Linked DNA regions of Mus musculus: regions 2, 3, 4 and 5 are each linked to region 1. Evidence: chromatin contacts called from public HiChIP or PLAC-seq and promoter capture Hi-C data. All regions are on one chromosome and are shown on one strand. Each heading gives the region's core, a stretch centred on a gene start, on an enhancer-like site or on the middle of the called end of the contact. The rest is flanking DNA. Distances are from core to core; before and after follow the strand shown.

The links. Promoter capture Hi-C pulls out the DNA fragments that hold promoters and counts their contacts. HiChIP or PLAC-seq counts read pairs in DNA pulled down with a chosen protein or histone mark.
Region 2: an H3K27ac HiChIP or PLAC-seq map of differentiating embryonic stem cells shows a contact between it and region 1, with 3 times the contacts expected there. The contact joins the enhancer-like site here to the promoter of Rpl30 in region 1. A contact is called at or near these places in 15 of 39 promoter capture datasets (the 3T3-L1 cell line, 3T3-L1-derived adipocytes, the C10 cell line and 10 more), 11 of 484 Hi-C or Micro-C datasets (the AML12 cell line, the Ba/F3 cell line, CD4 T cells and 8 more), 13 of 115 datasets of contacts at active chromatin or transcription factors (the 230-238 cell line, the SCID.adh cell line, astrocytes and 10 more) and 5 of 9 other capture datasets (adipose tissue, embryonic stem cells, liver and 2 more).
Region 3: a contact with region 1 is called in a promoter capture Hi-C map of the HPC-7 cell line. The contact joins the enhancer-like site here to the promoter of Rpl30 in region 1. A contact is called at or near these places in 15 of 39 promoter capture datasets (the C10 cell line, the HPC-7 cell line, the SN4741 cell line and 10 more), 4 of 484 Hi-C or Micro-C datasets (embryonic stem cells, muscle stem cells, natural killer cells and 1 more), 20 of 115 datasets of contacts at active chromatin or transcription factors (the 230-238 cell line, DN3 thymocytes, the SCID.adh cell line and 12 more) and 3 of 9 other capture datasets (adipose tissue, liver and pancreatic islet).
Region 4: a contact with region 1 is called in an H3K4me3 HiChIP or PLAC-seq map of embryonic stem cells, with 12 read pairs. The contact joins the enhancer-like site here to the promoter of Rpl30 in region 1. A contact is called at or near these places in 18 of 39 promoter capture datasets (the 3T3-L1 cell line, 3T3-L1-derived adipocytes, the C10 cell line and 12 more), 1 of 15 datasets of contacts at CTCF or cohesin (the NIH/3T3 cell line), 21 of 484 Hi-C or Micro-C datasets (the AML12 cell line, the AtT-20 cell line, the C2C12 cell line and 16 more), 18 of 115 datasets of contacts at active chromatin or transcription factors (the 230-238 cell line, DN3 thymocytes, the SCID.adh cell line and 10 more) and 4 of 9 other capture datasets (adipose tissue, embryonic stem cells, liver and 1 more).
Region 5: a contact with region 1 is called in an H3K27ac HiChIP or PLAC-seq map of embryonic stem cells, with 2.5 times the contacts expected there. The contact joins the enhancer-like site here to the promoter of Rpl30 in region 1. A contact is called at or near these places in 14 of 39 promoter capture datasets (the 3T3-L1 cell line, 3T3-L1-derived adipocytes, the C10 cell line and 8 more), 4 of 484 Hi-C or Micro-C datasets (embryonic stem cells and liver), 12 of 115 datasets of contacts at active chromatin or transcription factors (the SCID.adh cell line, SST interneurons, acute myeloid leukemia and 4 more) and 2 of 9 other capture datasets (adipose tissue and embryonic stem cells).

The regions. Positions count from the first base shown.
Region 1 is chr15:34,441,856-34,444,733 of GRCm38.p6, forward strand. It overlaps Rpl30 (ribosomal protein L30), which reads right to left and starts at 1,421. Exons shown (of 5, transcript NM_001163485.1): 1 at 1,330-1,421; 2 at 1,170-1,222; 3 at 780-925. The coding sequence starts at 1,190.
Region 2 is chr15:34,028,082-34,030,959 of GRCm38.p6, forward strand. All of the region lies in intron 1 of Gm41290 (a long non-coding RNA gene), which reads right to left. Among named protein-coding and RNA genes, the nearest start is that of Gm41290, 8.3 kb to the right of the region's middle. Within about 2 kb of position 1,505, at least 11 of the 459 cell types and tissues checked have an H3K27ac peak or open chromatin away from gene starts, as enhancers often do. A contact at or near this core is called in differentiating embryonic stem cells, extraembryonic endoderm stem cells, stem cell-derived epiblast-like cells and 1 more, where this site is marked.
Region 3 is chr15:34,063,173-34,066,050 of GRCm38.p6, forward strand. No RefSeq gene overlaps it. Among named protein-coding and RNA genes, the nearest start is that of Mtdh, 18 kb to the right of the region's middle. Within about 2 kb of position 1,464, at least 17 of the 459 cell types and tissues checked have an H3K27ac peak or open chromatin away from gene starts, as enhancers often do. A contact at or near this core is called in the HPC-7 cell line, the SCID.adh cell line and hematopoietic stem and progenitor cells, where this site is marked.
Region 4 is chr15:34,145,982-34,148,859 of GRCm38.p6, forward strand. No RefSeq gene overlaps it. Among named protein-coding and RNA genes, the nearest start is that of Gm38594, 19 kb to the right of the region's middle. Within about 2 kb of position 1,425, at least 12 of the 459 cell types and tissues checked have an H3K27ac peak or open chromatin away from gene starts, as enhancers often do. A contact at or near this core is called in embryonic stem cells, where this site is marked.
Region 5 is chr15:34,175,630-34,178,507 of GRCm38.p6, forward strand. No RefSeq gene overlaps it. Among named protein-coding and RNA genes, the nearest start is that of Gm38594, 11 kb to the left of the region's middle. Within about 2 kb of position 1,427, at least 16 of the 459 cell types and tissues checked have an H3K27ac peak or open chromatin away from gene starts, as enhancers often do. A contact at or near this core is called in embryonic stem cells, where this site is marked.

The DNA.
Region 1 (2,878 bases), core at 171-2,670:
CTTAAACCACCTACTATACAGTGAATACTACATAAGGGCTGCTGATAATATTACCCAAAAAATAAATACTTCAGTGCCAAGTTAAAGGATACAAATTGTTAAGATTTGAAAGTTCCACAGAACCTTGAGCTTAGAATGTGGCCCCACATACCAACAGTGCTCCAAAGTGCTTATGAGAAATGAACTTGAAGCTCCAGCCTGGACCCACTGAGTCTGAGCTTGTAATTTAGTAATGAATGTCTACGCTGCCACTATGAATCGACTGGCAAAGGTTTAAAATAAGACCAAACATTCCAAACTCTGCCACTAAGTATAGACACCTACATAAAAGGCTGAAGAGGTGTACAATTGCCATAGAAAAATCAAGGAGCGTATACTACACAAGCTTCTTCAGCTTACTTAAAATACTTGTTAGGTTCGAGTTAAAATAGTTAATCAAGAATGAACGTGTTCAGAAAATTGGACCCTGCCAAATAGGTGATTTCATGATACCATCACCTCCATAATCCAGCCAGAATTTTTCTAAACTAAAACAGGCACATGAAGCGGAGTGTTAACACTTCAAACCTTGAAAAATTCGGGATCGGGCTTCCCCCAGTCTGCGTGTATCATTTGTATACCTCCTGTCACACAACGTGCCTCAAAGGTACATTTACAAAAAACACACACAAAGCAAGGTCCAAACATCAGAAAGCAACCATCATTATTCTTCTTCCCAATGCTGGATACTGCACAGTGAATTTACAATAGGCTGCACACATCCAGGTTCCCTCCATTACCTCAAAGCTGGACAGTTGTTGGCAAGGATAACCAACTTCGCTTTGCCTTGTCTGATCATCTTCAGAGTCTGCTTGTAGCCCAGCACGTACTTCCCACTTTTCATAACAAGTTGGAGCCTAGAGTTGATCGACTCCAGAGACTTTTTCTACAATGCAAACGTTTGAGACTTGAACACCACTTGCAGTCATCTAAAACCAAACTCAGTTCCAGATTTCTGGAACTGAACCCTTTCATGATGTCTGAGACCATACAAAGAGCCTCTCGGATTCACTTTGAGACCCTGAAACGTCAGCGACAAGTCGTCCACCCAGTGTGCTCAAATCTATCCGCCCCGGCCCGACCCAGCTCTCCACGTGAACCGGCTTCCGGGCCCGATCGGCTTCACTCACCGTCTTCTTTGCGGCCACCATCTTCCTGCCTTAGGTGCGGGACAACCCCCAACCTAGCATACACAGAGGACAGAAGAGAGGATTATAATCCAGAGCGTCAAACACCAGCTAGCGGAGCTCCCCGAGCCGCCTAATCGTTTACCCCGCAGAGCTCACTCACCAACACCAGCCGCCAAGATGGCCGGGGAGCGAGAAAGGAAGGAGCTCCCACAATGCAAAGCTCTTCTAGGCCGACAGAGGATTGTGGGACCGGAAGCGGAAGAGAAGCCGGTCCGGGTCACAAGCAGAACAGCGCTTGCGAGAGTAGTCTGCGGTAGTTGGTTGCTATGGGGACCGGGTTACAACGCAGGCTGGGCTGCTGCGGCGTCTGGGCTCCGGCCTTCGGTTCTGGGCGTTTGTTCTGCTGCAGCGGGCTGACACCGCGGAGAGCCGGAGCTCGATGGGAGCTGACGACGAGGCCCAGGGCTCCGTGGCGAGGCGGCAGCGACCTGGCCTCTCCTGGGCTGGTCTCCGCCTGACGTTGTCTTGGGCGTGCTCCGGAAGGACCCCGGGCCGCCGGTTTACCCCGTGACTGCTCACCAGGAGCGGAGGCATCTCTGTCCACCCGCCGCTGATCTTCCTGTTTGCCGCTCCGTAGGACACACACCCCTTTTGCGGCGGTTTTATACCGTGTACTTGGGAGCCTACTTTGCACAGGGACCACAATTGAAAAAAAAAAAAAAAAAACCTGGTGAAGTGGCTGACGGGTAAATGCGCTTGTCGCTAAGTAGACGAATGAGTTCCAAACCCACGTGGTGGGAGGGGAGCGCCAAGTCCAGCAGGTTTTTCTTTGGCCTGCGCTTGAATGCTCACATACGTATACAGAAGTAAAGAAATAGTCGCAATACGAATAATTTAAAAAATCATTTTGCTACGAAACTTGGGCCGTTGTATAAATGTAGCATTCAAGGAAAAAAAAAAAAAACCTTGAAAGCCTCTACTATTTACGCACTAGCACCAACGAAAACCCAGGGCTGTTGAGATTGTTCAGTCAGTAAAGTGTGCTTGCCTTGCAAGCGTGGGGACCTGCATTTTATGCCTAAACCTCTCTGTCAATCCCCAGCCCCCAAAAGTCTGGCATGGTTGTGCACACTTGTAACTCCATTTGTGGAACAGATTCCCCAAGGCTGGCTAGCCAGCCAACCTAGTCTAACCTGTCAGCTCCAGGTCTCAAAGATCTTGTGAAAAATAAGGTGGACAACTACCGAGTAAGTACCCAGAAGTTGACCTGTGACCTCTGCCCAACTGCACAAGCACCTGTGCCACCAAATTTATATAAGCATGAAAAAGGAAACCCAGGGTAGTAGGTAAGCTGTATGGTGAGTTACTTTGCCCTGGAGGTTAGGAAAGGGAAGAACAACCCTGCCTCCCCTTAATTAAAATAACTTTAAAAACATCCATGAGTCATGCGGGTCGAGATGATCTATACCTATAATCCCACCCGGAGCTGGCAATCTCTGTGAGTTGATCTTTTGGAAAAAGAAAAAAAACGGAAACTAAAACATATTACTTAGCCAACACACACACTCTATGAGATAGTAACTGTGTTATTCTCACATTTTTACAGCTAGTGTATTACAGAAGTATGAATAGAACCAGGCCTGCAAATTAGGGTTTTTTGGTTTTTGTTTGTTTTGGTTGAGTCTTTTGAGACAGGATTTCTCTGTCTG
Region 2 (2,878 bases), core at 255-2,754, 410 kb before region 1:
AGCAAAGTGGATTCTGGGAATATGGTAGCTGTTGTCTGGGGAACACATAAGGGGAATGCCCCTTCTTTTCTCTCTTACTAGCACCTATGTCTATTCCCATAGTGACCAAGAGTGGCACGACCTGAACTGCCGTCTTATGTTGGGCAGCTATCATATCTACAACTGGGATTGGCAGGGGCTCATCTTCCTGGATTACTCCCAGTTCAGAGAAAAGGAATACCAACGTGCAAACTCCTGACCAGCTGGAGGGGAGGCGATGATATGCCTGAGTGCCACAGAGAATTGAAGTGTTCTGGACTGCAGGGCATTGTGGCAGAGATGATATCGAGGGTTATGGTTCTATTGCAGTCTAGGGATCTCAGCGTTCCTATAGAATGAGTCCCGGAGGTCTTAAAACAGTTTGCCACACCAAAGAGAGAGATAGAGGTAAGGTATGGAGTCATGGCAATATTGGAGTCAGGGCAGCTGACAGAGGATGAGGTAAGGCTACTTGGCAGTATCACAGGAGATGCTGTAAGTGATCATTGTTAGTTCTAGGGGGTACGCACAGCCAGCAATCTTTAAAGCGTCCAGGCCTGGTGACATTAAGGAGCTGGTAGGCCAAGGTCAAGGTTTGAAGCAAAAGAAGAAATGACAAGTTAGTGCTATATATAAGGGGTGATGTCAAAGAGGTAAGGACCTCAGAGGAGTTTTTGATCCTCTCCCCTACTTTTCTGATATCTAGGGGTTGAGCAATTGAGACATATTTTCTCTGGGTATGGATGGTACTTACGGGGGACCTGGGCTGATTTTTACAGTAGAGTTTACAAACAACTCCTGTCTCCCACCTGGAATCCCATGGGTCTTGTATGTAGAAAAGGAGGGTCTTGCAATGTTGATAGATGAAATGATTGGTCCGTAATCCTAGCATATGTATCTGGCAAGACCAATATAGGCAGCCCCCATATTTGTCTGGCCATTTTCTACAATAATCTCTTGTCTGTTCAAAGAGAAAGCAAGTATAGAGATCATAATATTTAGGTGGGATAACAGACAGATACAGGAATGATAGCAATTTGGATCAGTTCCTGGCATCCTGCCTCAGACTGCCCTCAGTCGGCCCCTCAATCCTCAGGAGAATCAGGGTCCCAGTACATGTGGGGAGGGAGGCAGCAAAAAGTGACAAACAGATGTGAACACAAGGAGATGTTGTATCTGAATGTAATTTGTAAAAGTGAGCATCAGAGTTATATATGACAGAAAACAAAGAAGTTAAGTGATACATTAAGGTCATCCAAGGTATACTGAAGTTATCTGACACAAAACAAAAAATGCATACAAAAAAACCAATCACAATTCCAGGCAATGTTTACATTTGAGATAAGATCAGCCCTATGTAAAGTCAGCTATTCACAGGAGCTAGGTGAAAGGTCTGATGCAATGCTAGTCTATTGTTAACCCACCACCATGTGTCCCTTAGTAAATACCTAATTATGCTATTCCTCTGGGCCTAGTGAAAAACACCGACCAGGAGAATTCTGTTCTACCAACCCTTTCAAGAATAATACAATGCAGCCTGGCGTGGTGGTGCACGCCTTTAATCCCAGCACTTGGTAGGCAGAGGCAGTGGATTTCTGAGTTTGAGGCCAGCCTGGCCTACAGAGTGAGTTCCAGGACAGCCAGGGCTACACAGAGAAACCCTGTCTCGGGAAAAAAATAAATAATAATAATACAATGCTTCAGTTCCTCCTAAAACCACAATCCATCTTCTTTCTACTAGTATGTAATGTAGGCTGCCATTCATGTCTGTAATGAGAATTCTAAGTTTACTATTTTGAACTAGCCCTGAGAATACTAGCTCCTAACCAACAGACTGAGATGCCTCATTACTGTCAACACTGGGGCATTTTTTTTTTCTGGATGAATAACATTCTTATGAAATTCCAAGGCCAGGGTCAGCTCAAGGACTGCCTAGGACATTGATGAAGGACAGCAGTAGAGTTCAACCTGATTTAGGTATTAGTAAAATCATTTCTTGGAAGCATCTATAATAAAACAATACTGAAAGAAAGCACACAGATCCATACACTGACTAACGCAGCGACAGGTGCATTCATGCCACGGTTCCAGGAGTCTGAGTTACTCTGAAACTCTTTGCCTCAGGACTGCTTCCAAGCCTTTAGGCCTGTCGTGCAGACTTCACTGGAGTTGGTGTGGCAGCATCCGGCTATGGAGCAGTTTGCTGACCCTAATTGGAAAGACTGTTCGTTATCTGTGGGGATTTCTTGGACTTCCAATCTCCAGATGTAAGGGCTGGCTTGGATGGAAATTAGGAGCAGGGGGAGGACAAGAAACCCATGTCTAATACACTGAGGTTGAGCTTGGCTGCCGGAGTGGAATCTCATTTTCTGGGATTGGGGACAAGGTGATGGTCTCAACATCGTCCAGAACTTAACAGAGCACAGTCCTGTTGGCATCAATGTATATGAGGAAGAGTCATTTTTAGGTGGAGGAATGAAAGGTTTGAGGTGAGACAGGTGGGCCCAATGAGAGACTCTCTTGAGTTTAGCAGCTGTAGGCATCACGAGGATTACCTTAAAAGGGCCATGTCATTTGGGAGAGAGGGGTTAGGGCCGATGGTATGGAGGAGATAGAAGGACTTGGTCTCCAATGTTGACAGGCAGTGGACAGGAGACAGTGTATGACTGCAGTAGATGGTGGTCAGCAAAGTTCCAAAGGAGAGAACGGAGGTGGCAAAGTAATGGGGTGAGTAGATGGTCTGGGAGGGGAGAGCATTTAGGTGAAAGACCAGGAGTTAGGACTGGATGTCCATACATGAGTTCAAAGGGTGAGATGAGAGGTTCCCTGGGGAGAGCTCTTAGCCTGAAAAGAGCCAGAG
Region 3 (2,878 bases), core at 214-2,713, 380 kb before region 1:
GTTTGTTTTTTAACAAAGAGGAATGGAAATGTTGCAAAGTTTGAGGACAAAAGCATACAGTATTTCAAATGGTCATGGTAGTCATTGGCTATGAAAGTCCAAGTGCAGCAAATAACCATATTCCAGGGTATGCAAAATGCTGCCCATAGCAAGGAAAGTCTGGACAGTGTGTTAAAGGAATGTGCAGGACACTGAATTTCTTTCTGGGCCTTGTGCATCAGCTTCCTTAAACTAGAAAACATTTCAGGTATCCACAATAAACAAGTGATTTCCTAGGGCTAAATCCTAACCGTCAGCGTAGTCCAATTACTCTGAATCTATATTTAACAGTCTTGTAAGCTTCAGTTTTAAAGCAGGCTAAGAATAGTTTGTCCAGATGGAGAATGAACATATTTGGAAAGTCTTTGATATAAACTAGAATTGTGATGAGTGTGAGCTCTTTCAGAAAGTACTTTGCCACTAGATACAATTTTCCATTCATAAATAATTCTACTAGGGAACTAGAAAAGAAAACTGAGTCTTTTCTTATAGAATTATAAAGGCAAAAAAATAAACAAGAAGTAAGGAATTTTTGTTTTTAAGACAAAGTATCTAGCGCTGGCTGAATTCAAACTACTTCTGTGTCAGTGGTGTTTTTGAACCTATGATCTTCTTGTATCTACTTCCTAAGCCCTGGAACTACAAGCACACAACAGCCCACCCAGTTGACACTAGTGCTAGGGAAAGGTACTCAGAACCTCATTTAAGCTAGGCAAGTACTTTACCAACTGTGCTCTATGTCCAAGAGAGATTTTTTTTTAAGATTTATTTATTTTATGTATATGAGTAAAGTGTAGCTGTCTCAGACACACCAGAAGAGAGCATCAGATCCTATTACAGATGGTTGTGAGCTGCCATGTGGTTGCTGGGAATTGAATTTGGGTCCTCTGGAAGAGCAGTCAGCTCTCTTAACCACTGAGCCATCTCTCTAGCCCCCAAGAAGTAATTTTTAAGTGAAGATCTTTTAGTGCCTAGCAGGATGATGCCTGAGGTGACCACATTTCTATTTCTGCATTGGTGATCACAAATAAAAGAAATTCTAACCAGGCGTGGTGGCGCACACCTTTAATCCCAGCACTTGGGAGGCAGAGGCAGGCAGATTTCTGAGTTCGAGGCCAGCCTGGTCTACAAAGTGAGTTCCAGGACAGCCAGGACTACACAGAGAAACCCTGTCTCGAAAAACCAAAAAAAAGAAAAAAAGAAAAGAGAAGAGGAGAGAAGAGAAGAGAAGAGAAGAGAAGAGAAGAGAAGAGAAGAGAAGAGAAGAGAAGAGAAGAGAAGAGAAGAGAAGAGAAGAGAAGAGAAAAGCTATCAGTTCAAGAGAAATGTGTATCCAATTCTCATAATTGCCTTTAGGCTACAAAAGCTGGGGGGGAATGATAAGAAAATAACAACCCTGAACATATCTGAGATAGAAATCACAAGTCTTCAAATAACTCTCAGGAAACACCTGGAAGTAGCTACGAGGAGTTTCAATTTCACAATTATAAATGTCCTAAGAGTCACTTTGTTTCAGAATAAAAGTTGGTAGTGATAACTAGCTTTGGTAGTCATAACTAGTTTTGGTAGTGATAACTACTTTAGTAATGACAACTAGTTTTGGTAGTGATAACTAGCTTTGGTGGTGATAACTAGTTTTGGTAGTGATAATTAGTTTGGTAGTAATAACTAATTTGGTAATGATAGCTAGTTTGGTAGTGATAGCTAGCTTGGTTCAACTCCACAATTTTTCACTAATGAACAGTTATCATGTTGCTCGGTCACATTAGCCTTCCACAATGTTTTCTTTCCTATTATCTCACTACTCATGGTCACTCATTGTCACCCTTTCTCTTCTTTCCTTCCACCATTAAATTTAGGCATGTGCTAACTCATGTTTCAGACCCAGAAACAGCTTCCTCTCCACTTTACTTCCAATTGGAGTCATTAATTCGTTTCATCAACAAATATCTTTGGTAACAAGTACTATTTAGTAACAAGGTTGGCAGTGCCACAGACGGCAGGGTCAGGTAAGCAGCACACCAACTATACTACATCCCTGTTGAGAAAGAATCTAGAATAATCCCAGATATTACGTACCTTCCACCTCTACCACCAAACTCACATGCTGAAGCCCTTAGCGTGGTGATAAAGCCTTAAAGAAAGTAGTTAAGATGGAATGGCACCATAAAGGTAGAGCTCTAACCTGACAACTGGTCTAACTGGTCTCTTTATAAGGAGAGGGCACGGTGGCACAAGCCTTTAGCCCCAGTGCCTGGGAGGTAAAAGCAGGAGAATCTCTGAGTTCAAGACCAACCTGGTCTACAGAGGAGTTATAGGACTGCTGAAACTACACAGAGAAACCCTGTCTCAAAAAAACAAACACAGAAAGAGCTCTCAAAATTGCCCCCAGCATACACACCAGGTCCTGTGAGACCAACAACAACAAAAGGTCATGTGAAAACATATGAGGGAGGAGGCCACCTATGACCTCAAGAAAGAGGCCTGGGGGAAAAACTCACCTTAGCAGCACCTTGACATTAGACTTTCCAACCCCAGAAATGTGAGGATAATAAATTGATGTTGGTTAAGCCACCCCAAATGCAGTATGATTTTGTCTGGTATTGGTGTAAGAACAGCCCCTGTTGGTACTTTAGGTCTAGCTTTCTCTTCTATCAACTACTCAATCAGTACTAGGCAGGAAGAGCTAGCTTTGTCTACAGTTAAGCTCCAAATTATAAGGGGTTCTTCATTCAAAAAGGTATGGTGCTGGGTAATAGGGGTTCAAGGCTATACTTGGGAGGCAGAGGCAGGCGGATCTGAGTTTGAGGCCATCTTGGTCTACAGAGAGAGTTCCAGG
Region 4 (2,878 bases), core at 175-2,674, 300 kb before region 1:
TCCATAGACACTTTTAAGATACTGAACTGATAGCTCCTGGAAAAGTTTCTGAATGTGCATAGATAAAATGGCTAAATCTGAATGATGTTGCCTGGAGGTTAGAGCACAACTGTATGTGATAGAGCCAAGCATAAAGCTCTTCTAGGGGAGCAGCAAGTGCCTCACTTAAAGTGAGGTTCTATGAGGTGTATTATTGAAGATCTGACAAATATCAAAGGGAGTTTGTGGTCATCTTTAGCTATAGAGAGGTTTTGAGGCCAACATGGGCTCTGTAAGGTCCTGCCTGAAAACAAAAATGAAAGAAAAAATTTGTAGGTTTCTATATCATGGATATAGGCAAATATATTCTAACTACAACCCTAAATCTAATTTAACTTTTGACAGGAACAACTTAGCTACAGAAAAATTAAGATGTGACACAACCAAAAATAAACCAATGCAAACAATGGCAGGTGGCTTGCTTTTCGGAGAGGTAAAGAGAGAATACGGACTTTCTCTGGGACAGACTTTTCTAATACAATGCTTACTGGTCAGTCCTGGAATCAGTGTGAAGTTGGAATTTAGCTCAGTGGTAAGATGCTGGCCTGGTAATCACAAGGCCCTCAGTTCTCTTTGCCACCACCACAGGAATGGTAGGGAGTTGACTTCACAGGAATTTCACACACACCAATAAACCGGGAACTCCCTGAACACATAAATAACTCACTGTATTTGTAAGCCTAGTTTTAAATATATATAACTATATATAGAGCTATAAAATGGGACCAAGCTCACTGACTTGCTGCAAGGGAGACAAATCCATGTATCAGTCCAAATTCTAAGTTCAAACATTCAGCAGTTAAGGTCCCTTATAGCTCTTCCAGAGGACTGGAATTTGGTTCCCAGGCAGGGAGACCCACAATTTGCAAGGACTCCAGCTCCAGCTGATCCATTGGCTTCCTTCAGGACTTCCCAAGCAAGATATTTTGAAGCAATATCTCATGTAGCCCAGGCTACTGCTCCCCTCTCCCTCTCCATCCCCACATCTAACAAAATCTCTTAAGTCTCCAAGTAGATAGTTACAGGTAACTGATTAAGAGGAAGAACTGGAGGAGTGTCTGTGACAGGTTTGTCTTTGCTATTAAGCCCTGGATATCTGTTTGGAACAACAGGTTAGGCTTAAGAGGCGTATATAGGAAATCTAGAGACATGACTCAGTGGTTTAGAATGCATGCTGCTCTGCAGAAGACCTGAGTTAAGTTCCCAGCACCCAGGATAAGCCTCTCACAACCACCTGCAATTCCAGCTCCTGTGTGTGCCTGTGTGTTCGCATACACACAAAATCTTTAACATTAGAAATAAATCTGGAAACACCACGAGGGATCACTTTGGCCATGAGCAGTTTCTCCTTCAAGTCAGGCCCTGAGTGCTGTTTTTCAAACAGGAACCTGCAGGTGGCACATCACCAGGTAGACATGCATAGGCAAGCATTGGAAGTCGTTCCTTGCCTGCATTCCAGTGGTTTGCTATCCAAGGTTGTTTCTTTGTATATTTTTCTCTTAAATGGGTCTTTGCTTTTCTCTTGTTCTAATTTCTGACATCATCCAGTACACACATTTGTGTACTGCTTTCTTATTTTCTCTCTCTGGCAACCAAACATGATACCCCCTCAGAATATAACACTTCATATTTTTTATTTATGTGCATGTATATATGCCACATGTGTATAGGTACACTCAGAGGCCAGAAGAGGAAACCAGATCTCCTATAGCTGGAGTAATAGGCAGCTGTGAGCCACCCTATGTGGTTGTTTCTGAAAGCAGCAGACATTTTTGACTGATGAGCATCATCTCTACCTCCCTCCCTCCCCCTATATAATACTAACATGATACAGGCACATGCCTGTAATCCCAGCACTGGGAGATGGAGGTAGGACAGTGTTCAAACCATCGCTTATATATTGCATTTGAAGGGGTGAGAAATGCATTATGTTAATTTTAAAAAAAAAGTGGGAAGGTGGTTCAGTGGGCAAAGTGCTTCTACACAGACCTCAGTCTAAATCTCCAAAATCCATGTCAAAGCTGGCCACAGCACTTTGAGACTAATCCCAACACTGAGGAAGCAGAGACCGGAGTATCCCTAGGACTTGCTGGCCAAGTGCCAGGTCAATGAGACGCTGTCTCAAAAAATAAAATGAAAGGCAAACACAGAAAAACCTTGTCTCAGGCCAGTCTCCAGTTACACATACACATGCACACATGCACAATAAATAACAGAGAGAGATACACTGTAGCATAGACATAAAAAAAAAAAACCTTGTCTCAACCAAAATATAAATTAAACTTTAAAAAAAAAAAACTTGTATATATGTAAGTGTCTTGTCTGTATGTGTGTATATGTACACGTGTCGGACTCTCACAAGCCCAGAAAAGGGCATGAGATCCCTGGGGTAGGAGTTAGGGGTGAATGCATGCCAGCATGTGGTAATAGAAGTCAAACCCAGGTCCTCTGCCGAGCAACAAGTACTCTTAACCATGTAGCCATCTCTTTAGCCTCCCTCCCCCATTTTAATGTATCAAACTCAGTTCTCATGCTTGCATAGAAAGTGAATTTTCTTTTTGGGTCTTTTTGGTTTTTTGGTTTTTTTTTTTTTTGGTTTGCTTTGGGTTTTTTCTACTTTGTTTTGTTTTGTTTTGAGACAGGGTTTCTCTGTGTAGTCCTGGCTGTCCTGAAACTCACTTTGTAGACCAGGCTGGCTTTGAACTCAAAAGTCTGCCTGCCTCTGCCTCCTAAATGCTGGAATTAAAGGCATGTGCCACCACTGCCAGGTACTTTCTTTCTTTTCTTTTTTTTTTTTTAAGATTTATTTATTTATTATATGTAAGTACACTGTAGCTGT
Region 5 (2,878 bases), core at 177-2,676, 270 kb before region 1:
TAAGAATTGGAAATGATTGGTGATCTGCATTATCTGTTGGGCTAGACCATATTATGTTCCTACAACCAGAACTAGAGGTGGCTAATAGCCTAAATGACCTCTATGTTACATATGACCCGGCCAGACTCTCGGGCCCACAGGAGCATAGGTCTAGAAACCATTTTCTTTGAAGAAATGACACTACCTTGAACTGAGTTTTAATGTAATTACACTTCTCTGTGCACCAGGGATTATATTGTACCAGGACAGTCTTTCTTTCTTTCTTTCTTTCTTTCTTTCTTTCTTTCTTTCTTTCTTTCTTTCTTTCTTTCTTTCTTTCTTTCTTTCTTTCTTTCTTCAAATTACACCGAGCTGAAATACATTGGGAACAAACCACCTGTTATTAGACTTCCTGAAGTCTTATCCAGGTTGAAGAAAATCTTGAAAATTGAAAACCAAATCTGAGTTTTTCTATCTCTTCCTGCAGTTTGCTTCCCTGTACAACACTGCAGTGACCCCCTTAACATAAGGCTCTTTTTATTACTATTATTGTTATTTTCTCCTCTCTCTCTCTCTCTCTCCCTTCCTCCCTCTCCCTCTCCCTCTCCCTCTCCCTCTCTCTCTCTCTCTCTCTCTCTCTCTCTCTCTCTCTCTCTCTCTCTCTCTCTTTCTTTCTTTTTTGAGACAGAGTCCTCTACACAGCCCTGGCTGCCCTGAAATTTACTATGTAGACTAGGCCATCCTGGAACTCACAGGCATCCACCAGCCCCTGCTTCTGGAGTGCTGGGATTAAAGGTGTGAGCCACTGCCCAATACTGATTTCTTTTTTGTTGTTCTTGTTTTGTTTTTCCAAACAAGGTTTCTCTATGTAGACCTGAATGCTGGAACTTACTCTGTAGACCAAGCTGGCCTTGAACTCAAGACATCCACCTCCCTTTGCCTCCCAAGTGCTGGAATCAAAGGTGTGTGTCACTGCCACCTGTGGGACTGTGAAAGGCAGCCTGTTTTCTGGTCAAGCTAGGTTTAAACCCTGGAGACTCAGCAGATAACTGCAAGGGATGGAAAGTGTTTGCCTGCACACTCCTAGACACCAGGCTCCTGACACAAGGCCTCAGCTCTCCATAAGTCAAGTAGGGCAATGCCCCAGCCCCTCCACAGGTAGAGGACATGACCACAGGTCATGTAGCCTCAAGACAGATCTCCACTGTAGTGAGATACCTAAAGGCCTGAAGGGCTTAGCCAATTAAGCTTTCCTTCCCAGACACTCCTCCCTGCAAAAGGTATTTAATCTTAGGCCTGCCCTGAGAAAGTGGGGTGAGGTTTCACTCAACACAACTCTCCGGCATGCCAATAGACGCCTTAAAACTGTGGACTTCCTCTACTCATCGAGACCCACTGTGGGGAACAATGGAGCCGGAAGCCTCTCTGCATTCTCAGCCAATCTCCATCAAGCAAGCTGCTGTCGAACCAAGCACAGGACACTTCTCCCCGAGAGAACCAGGCGGAGCTCTCCTTCTGCCCTTTCCCTTCAGTCCTGGGCTAGAATCGGCTCACGGGCCTCACTTCGTTCTCAGCTCTTCCGAGGCATCCAGCAGCAGCATCTGCGGTGCTGAGGACCCTGAGCCCTAGCCCTGTGGTGGGCCAACCGTGGGACACCACTTGTCGCCCACAGCCACCCAGTCCCTTAGGAAAGATTTATTTTTATTCTGTGTGTATGGATGTCTTGCCTGCGAGTCTCTGTGTGCACTGTGTTGGTGGTACCTGCTCCCCTGTAAGAGCAACAAATTGCTCTAGCCGCTTTAATACTGATTTTCATTGGATCGTTGAAAAGAATTTAGGGTTTAAAATAAGAAGAGTCAACAGCACTGTTTCAGTGTGAAAAATATTGATTACTTTAAAAATAAAAAAGAATCTCAAATTAAGATAGGGAGATAGCCTGCTGGTCTCACCTCAGTTTTACCAGCTTATCAAAGCCTGCTTGAGACAATGACTGTTTCAAAGTATTTGTGACTCGCTCAAGCTTCAGGTAGTGACCAGGTTAACTGCCCCCAAGTGGAGCTTATAGGTTATTACACCTCAGCAGATTTCAACATTCTGGAGCTTTTAATCTTAAGCACATTAATTTTAACAAAACATTTAATTTTCAACAGGAGTTAGACTTATTTTCAGGTTACTTTTATTTTGAAAGTCTTTGGTATGTATGTACATATGTATGTATGTATGTATGTATGTATGTATGTATGTATGTATGCATTGTATTTTTGAGATAGTATCTCAAAAATTGCTGTCTTGAAATTGCTATGTATTTGGATATGACCCTGAACATCTTATCTGGAATTCTACCTCCAGCTCACAGGTTCTGGGATTGTAGCATGTGTCACTACAAGTTATACAATGTGGTGGGTGGAACCCAGCATCTCCTGCATGCCAGGCAAGTCTTCAACCAACTGGACTACACCCCAACCACACAGCCTTGCTGTTCAGGAGTGTAAAATAGTACAGCCACTCTAGAAAATAGTTTAATGAGTTTTATTTAGTTGTTTTAAAAGTTTTTTATTAATTATTTTTTTCTTGTATGTATATGTGTGTATACATGCATGTGTGTGTGTATGTGTGAGTGCAGGTACCCATGGAATCCAGAAGAGGGTATCAGAGTCCTTGGAGCTGGAGTTAAAAGCAGCTGTGAGCAGCCTAATGTGAATACTGGGAACTAAACTCAGGTCCTCCCCAAAAGTATTATGCATTTTTAACTGCTGAACCATCTCTCCAGACTCTTTTTTTTTTTTAACACTAAAACTGTATGAGCAATGACCATAGAATGCAATAATTATAATGGAGACATTTGTTTAGATTGATGAAACTTCTGTTTATACAAAAATAGCTACAGGAATGTTCACTG